Regions from separate parts of the Macaca mulatta genome. Here region 1 is linked to region 2. The links are chromatin contacts, called in public Hi-C maps. All regions are on one chromosome and are shown on one strand. Each heading gives the region's core, a stretch centred on a gene start, on an enhancer-like site or on the middle of the called end of the contact. The rest is flanking DNA. Distances are from core to core; before and after follow the strand shown. Region 1 has its middle 220 kb from the start of SOX9. Region 2 holds the start of SOX9 (SRY-box transcription factor 9).

What was found. A called contact is a pair of places that touch in the nucleus more often than the background predicts.
Region 1: a contact with region 2 is called in a Hi-C map of fetal cortical plate, with 3 times the contacts expected there. The contact joins the enhancer-like site here to the promoter of SOX9 in region 2. A contact is called at or near these places in 2 of 14 Hi-C or Micro-C datasets (fetal cortex germinal zone and fetal cortical plate).

Annotation. Positions count from the first base shown.
Region 1 is chr16:81,982,536-81,985,522 of T2T-MMU8v2.0, forward strand. No RefSeq gene overlaps it. Among named protein-coding and RNA genes, the nearest start is that of SOX9, 220 kb to the left of the region's middle. Within about 2 kb of position 1,251, at least 15 of the 40 cell types and tissues checked have an H3K27ac peak or open chromatin away from gene starts, as enhancers often do. A contact at or near this core is called in fetal cortex germinal zone and fetal cortical plate, where this site is marked.
Region 2 is chr16:81,758,810-81,761,838 of T2T-MMU8v2.0, forward strand. SOX9 (SRY-box transcription factor 9) reads left to right here and starts at 1,376. Exons shown (of 3, transcript NM_001032868.1): 1 at 1,376-1,806; 2 at 2,710-2,963. The coding sequence starts at 1,376. LOC106994120 (a long non-coding RNA gene) reads right to left here and starts at 824. Exons shown (of 5, transcript XR_013407123.1): 1 at 767-824.

The DNA of each region.
Region 1 (2,987 bases), core at 1-2,500, 220 kb after region 2:
TGAAATATTCCCTAGTGAACACGATTGGCATATGCAGTTCATCCACAGATCATGGAAACACACCCGGATACAGACACACACCACATACAACCTCGATGGGTAATGCTTCCCTCCCACCTTGGTCTCCTGGGGATGCCAACTAAGAGACTGGTGCTTCATTCTTGGAGACAGCCACAGTCTTTGTTTCTGGAGGTGGGTGGATCCTCATCTGGTTCATTTTTTTCAAGAAACTGCCTGCTCCCTGAGAAAAGCTTGCTGGGGAGAGAGTTGTCTCACTGGATATGTCTGCGGAGGGGAAGAGAAGGGATGGCCTTTCCTCCAAAGATAACACAGCAGCCCCCGACCTCCTGCGAGTCCCCCTCCAAAACCTTCCTAATGAGCTGTCTCTGGGAGGGGGTGGATGTTTTCCACACTATCTTGGCCACTCCTTACGTTTTTTTGTTTTTTTTTTTTTGAATCTTCACTTTACCATGCCATAAAGACTGTTTGCCATGACCTCTCCCTCACTACCATCTCGGACAGCTTCTCATGCGTGAAACATATTTTTGTTCATTATTTTGTTGTCCACGACCTTCCTTCCCAACCGTCCAGCCCGGGTCTCCCTCCCTGCACCCTTCACCCCCACGTCACACATATAATGAATTGCCATTCCTTCAGACAACGGGGTGGAAAACTGTGGTCTCCAAGGCAACGGGGTATCCTGGGGTGGGGTGCTGGGGAGGGGGACCTTGCCCGGCCAGGAAAGGACTGGAAGTAAAGGGGGGTGGGGAGGCACAAGCAGAGATGATATCATTCCTGAAGCCTGCAAGCAGCCAATCCGCTGGTGAGGATATGATGTCATCTCCCCCGCCCCCGCCCCCTCTTAGCCTAGGTAGCCCCACTGAGAATTCTAGACAAGTATTGAACTGAAGTTGTATTACTGTGAGAGAAAGGGGGCGGGGGATGGCGATGGGAGAGAGAAAGAGATCTACGGACCCTCTGGATGGCCCAAGCAGACACGCCAGTCTTCACCAGAGGCAGCCCCATAAAAATGTCATCGGCTCGGGCTCTCCCCGCATTACAACACAATGATTTCTTTGGGGAGGAGAAAAAAAAAACCTAAGATTTATTTTGCAACCACACCTCCGCCTCCCTTGGAAGAGAAATACCAACCAACAACAAGTTGTGAATGAAGTGTCTGCAGATCAGCCCCCCTCGCCCAGCCTGAGAACTTGCCAGACGGAAAGGCGCACATGCGCACACAGCACCAGCTGAGCCGATTTGCGCTGCTCTCAGCAGCCACGGGGATGGAGGAACCGCTCAAGGATCTCTAGAGTGCGAGCCTGGTTCGGGGCAAAGTTGCCCAACCTAGTGGTGTGAGCCACGGAAGGCGCTGGGGAGAGGGGAGTCTGTCCCCAAGACAATGACAGCATCCAGGGCTCAGTGCCAGGCTCCCGGGAGAAGGAAACAAGCCATGGCTTCAGGGAGGGGTGCAGGCTCATTAGAGAGCCCACTGAAGTGTTACCACCATGCAGAGACGAGGGGTGAGAGGGCACGGCTCTCCTCTGCCAGTTTTTTTCTCTTGGGACGGGGAAGCAGCACTGTTTGGAAAATAGCACACTCAGACCTTCCCCCCCCAATGCCAGAAATGTTCCCAGGAGTCCAGGCCACAAGGACAGTGTGTGCAATGGCCTGGACCAGGCCAGAGCTGTTCTCCCACCCCTTAAACAATGCATAAAAAGCAGATTCCCCCACATGCTCCTTCTGGGATCTTTCTGGGGTTATCTCACATGAACCCACTTAGGTTGTCTTTGAGGAAACAGAGAAGTGAAGATCCCCCATCCACTCCCCATTCTGCAGAAGTGGACTTCAAGGTCCAGAGAAGGGACAGGACCAGCCCAATGATCAACCGAGTCACCGGTGACTCTGGGGCTATGCCTAGGACTGTGTCTCCAGTCCATTGTTCATTCCCAAGGACAAGCCCACAACACAGTAGCAGCACCTGAAGATGGAAAGCCTTCGATCTCAATGTCACCTGTTTGCCACTTTCTGCATAAGTAATGTCATTGTTGGAATGAGTTTATGATGGTCTCCATCCCCATTTCTACGAGCTGTGAGCAAGACATCTGCTGCATAGCTCGTGTGTGTCCAGGCCTCCCTGGACCAGCAGCTCTGACTCACACATAGAACGGTAAGGCACAGCCTCACTCCCAAAGGGCCTGAGATCCAGGAAGGGAGACAAAACAGGGGTCATGAAAACGTGTGAATTGCATACACCAGTAGGATGGATGAGGGCTGGGTTTGCTCAAAAAAAGAGGTGCAATTCTGACTTTTAGCAAATAGTTACTGGCGTCCTACTCTCTGCCAGTTGCTGAAATACAAACATGACTAGGTCTGAGTTCTACCCTCATGGCATTTATATCAAGAGAAGGAGACTGAGGCTGTAAACTTAAAGTCTTCCCTATGGAAGCCCCAGGAAGGCAGGGGTTTGGTTGTATGGAGGCTGTATGAACCCAGCACCTAGCATAGCGCCTGCTATACAGTAAACACACGATGTTGAATGACCAAACAGAAGCAGTGCCTGGAAGGATGTTTCTAACTCTACAGGACTTTAGCAAGGAGATGATACTTGAACGGGTCTTTGGAAGATTAATGATCACTTGCCAGGTGAAAGGAGGGCGAACATTCTAAGTAGAGGGAACAACATTTGTAAAGGCATGATGTATAAGTGCAGGACAGGATAGGTTAGCTAAGAGAATGAATAACCCCTGTATTAGTCCATTCTCACACTGCTATAAAGAACTGCCCGAGACAGGGTAATTTATAAAGAAATTGACTCACAGTTCCACATGGCTGGGGTGGCCTCAGGAAATTTACAATCATGGTGGAAGGGAAAGCAGTCATGTCTTACCCGGCAGCAGGTAAGAGAGCATGTGTAGAAAGTGAGAGGGGAAGAGTCCCTTATAAAACCATCAGATCTCATGAGAACTCACTCACTATCATGAGAA
Region 2 (3,029 bases), core at 126-2,625:
TGCCGTGGTGCCCATTTGTTTGGCCTTTTGCAAACCAAGTGACCGGCCTGGGCCTCGCGGCCTGGGACAGCCGCATTGGCAAACTTCGATCTCTCAAAGCCAGAGCAGTTAGCAAACTCTCCCCAGGCAGGACGACTCGGCTGACGTTTCTGACTCGACCAGGAGGCAAAGACCAAAACGTCAGAGCAGTAGCCCTGTTACTGAGGAGCGTCGGCGGGGTCGCGGGACTGGAGAAAGACTTGTCAGAGCTCAAGGTCGGTGTGGCGCGGGGCGGCCCCGAGAGCGCGGGGATCCTGCGTGGCCACGGCCGCCGCTGCCAACCTTCGCGGGGACTTAGCTTTGCTTTCCATTGACTCCCTTTGCAAAAGCGCAGCAGAATCCTGACCAGCCGCACCAGCCCCGGCGAACCCGAGCATGTTAATCTATTTATGTGGATTATTACGGAGGAACAGCGGGCGTTGAGTCACCAAAACATTTGCTTCAAAAGACTATTTCTAAGCACTTTTGCAGGCAGGCAGGCCCCAGGCGCGTAAACTCGGCTACGCATTAAGAAGCGGCTGCTTTTCGAATACTACAAACTCCAGCTAAGTCCCCTGTGCCGCGGAGAGAGCAGTGAAAATAAATGTCGGAGGTGGGGGTAGATCCTAGTCTAGACATACACACTTGCGCGCGCGCGCGCGCGCACACACACACACACACACACACACAAAGATTCGCGCGGAGAAGTCACTAAAATTCTGGCATTCCGAGAGTTCGACAAACTTACACACTTGGAAGTCCCGGGTCCCCCGCCTTTCCCGCAGCACCCCCCGCCCCCCCTTCCCGACCATCCACCCTTTGGCTGCGCTCCCCTCCCCTCTCCTCCCCTCCCGTCTCGTCACCCAGCCCAGTGCCGCAATCCTCCTCCCTCCCCAAAATCGGGTCCAATCAGCTGCCTGGGACTGCTGTGCTGTGATTGGCGGGTGGCTCTAAGGTGAGGAGGAGTATTTATTAAAGAGACCCTGGGCTGGGAGTTGGAGAGCGGAGAGCGGAGCTCGAAACTGACTGGAAACTTCAGTGGCGCGGAGACTCGCCAGTTTCAACCCCGGAAACTTTTCTTTGCAGGAGGAGAAGAGAAGGGGTACAAGCGCCCCCACTTTTGCTCCTTTTCCTCCCCTCCTCCTCCTCTCCAATTCGCCTCCCCCTACTTGGAGCGGGCAGCTGCGGACTGGCCCCGCGCCTCCCTAAGTGGTAGCCGGCCGACGCGCCAGCCTCCCCGGGAGCCGCTCGCTCCGCATCCGGGCAGCCGAGGGGAGAGGAGCCCGCGCCTCGAGTCCCCGAGCCGCCGCGGCTTCTCGCCTTTCCCGGCCACCCGCCCCCTGCCCCGGGCCTGCGTATGAATCTCCTGGACCCCTTCATGAAGATGACCGACGAGCAGGAGAAGGGCCTGTCCGGCGCCCCCAGCCCCACCATGTCCGAGGACTCCGCGGGCTCGCCCTGCCCGTCGGGCTCCGGCTCGGACACCGAGAACACGCGGCCCCAGGAGAACACGTTCCCCAAGGGCGAGCCCGACCTGAAGAAGGAGAGCGAGGAGGACAAGTTCCCCGTGTGCATCCGCGAGGCAGTCAGCCAGGTGCTCAAGGGCTACGACTGGACGCTGGTGCCCATGCCGGTGCGCGTCAACGGCTCCAGCAAGAACAAGCCGCACGTCAAGCGGCCCATGAACGCCTTCATGGTGTGGGCGCAGGCGGCGCGCAGGAAGCTCGCGGACCAGTACCCGCACTTGCACAACGCCGAGCTCAGCAAGACGCTGGGCAAGCTCTGGAGGTAGGGCCCAGCGGGGGCGGCGCGGCAAGGTGGGCATCGTGGCGGCGGGGGGCTCTGGCCAGGGCTGACTTGCCCCGCCCCGCCTCCCATCGCCCGGGAGTTGCGGTTCCGGGAGCCGGCGGGATGGGGGTGTGGGAGTGGGAACGGGGTGTAACTGTGGCTCAGAGTTTGTCAAAGTTCTTGGGCTGCTCTCGGGGACGCGGAGGAGGGGGTGGTAAGTGGAAGGGGTGGGGGAGGTAGCTGGAGGATGGACGAAGACTGGTGGGAGACGGAAGGAGGGGGCTGCCATCCTGCTCTCCCGTCGCCTGGAAGCTCAATCGGGGCGGGGAAGTGAAGCTTGGCTTCCCCCACCCCGCCCCTTAAAACTGCACTGTCTCGTGCAGCCCCCTCCTCCCCACACACACACACACCCACGGAGATGGGGCAGGGGAGAAACCGAGGTTGGAGGAGACCCTTGGCAGGAATTGGGAGGCGGGAGGAGGGAGGCTGCTGGAAATAGGTGGGAGTGTATGGGGGGGTGAGAATTGGAGAGTAATTGGGGAAAAGTTTTTAAGGGTGTTGGGATTGGGGGCGATAACTCCAGCAGCAAAGGCGTTTAGGGGGCAGCAGCAGGAGTCGTTTTCATCTTCGGCGTTTCCAAAATAGAAATAAAAGGGGAGGGGATGGAGGGGGCGGGGAGTGACCGCTCAGGTCGGACTGCAAGAACTTATTTATTTATTTGTTTATTTTTAAGAAAAGTTATAAGCTGTGGTTGCAGGCGGGAGGGAAGATGGAGTTGTATGCAAAGAAAGCCAAGTGGTCTGGGTCGCCGCCGCCTCCCCGCCGACCTGACAGTTTGGCGGGTTTCACTGACCCCTCTCCCTCTTTTTCTCTGTGCCCCCCGCCCTGCCCCGCCCCGAGCAGACTTCTGAACGAGAGCGAGAAGCGGCCCTTCGTGGAGGAGGCGGAGCGGCTGCGTGTGCAGCACAAGAAGGACCACCCGGATTACAAGTACCAGCCGCGGCGGAGGAAGTCGGTGAAGAACGGGCAGGCGGAGGCAGAGGAGGCCACGGAGCAGACGCACATCTCCCCCAACGCCATCTTCAAGGCGCTGCAGGCTGACTCGCCGCACTCCTCCTCCGGCATGAGCGAAGTGCACTCCCCCGGCGAGCACTCGGGTGAGTCGCCCCTCAGCCCCGCAGGACAAGCCACCCCCGGCCCGCCTGGCACACCCCCTGCCCTCC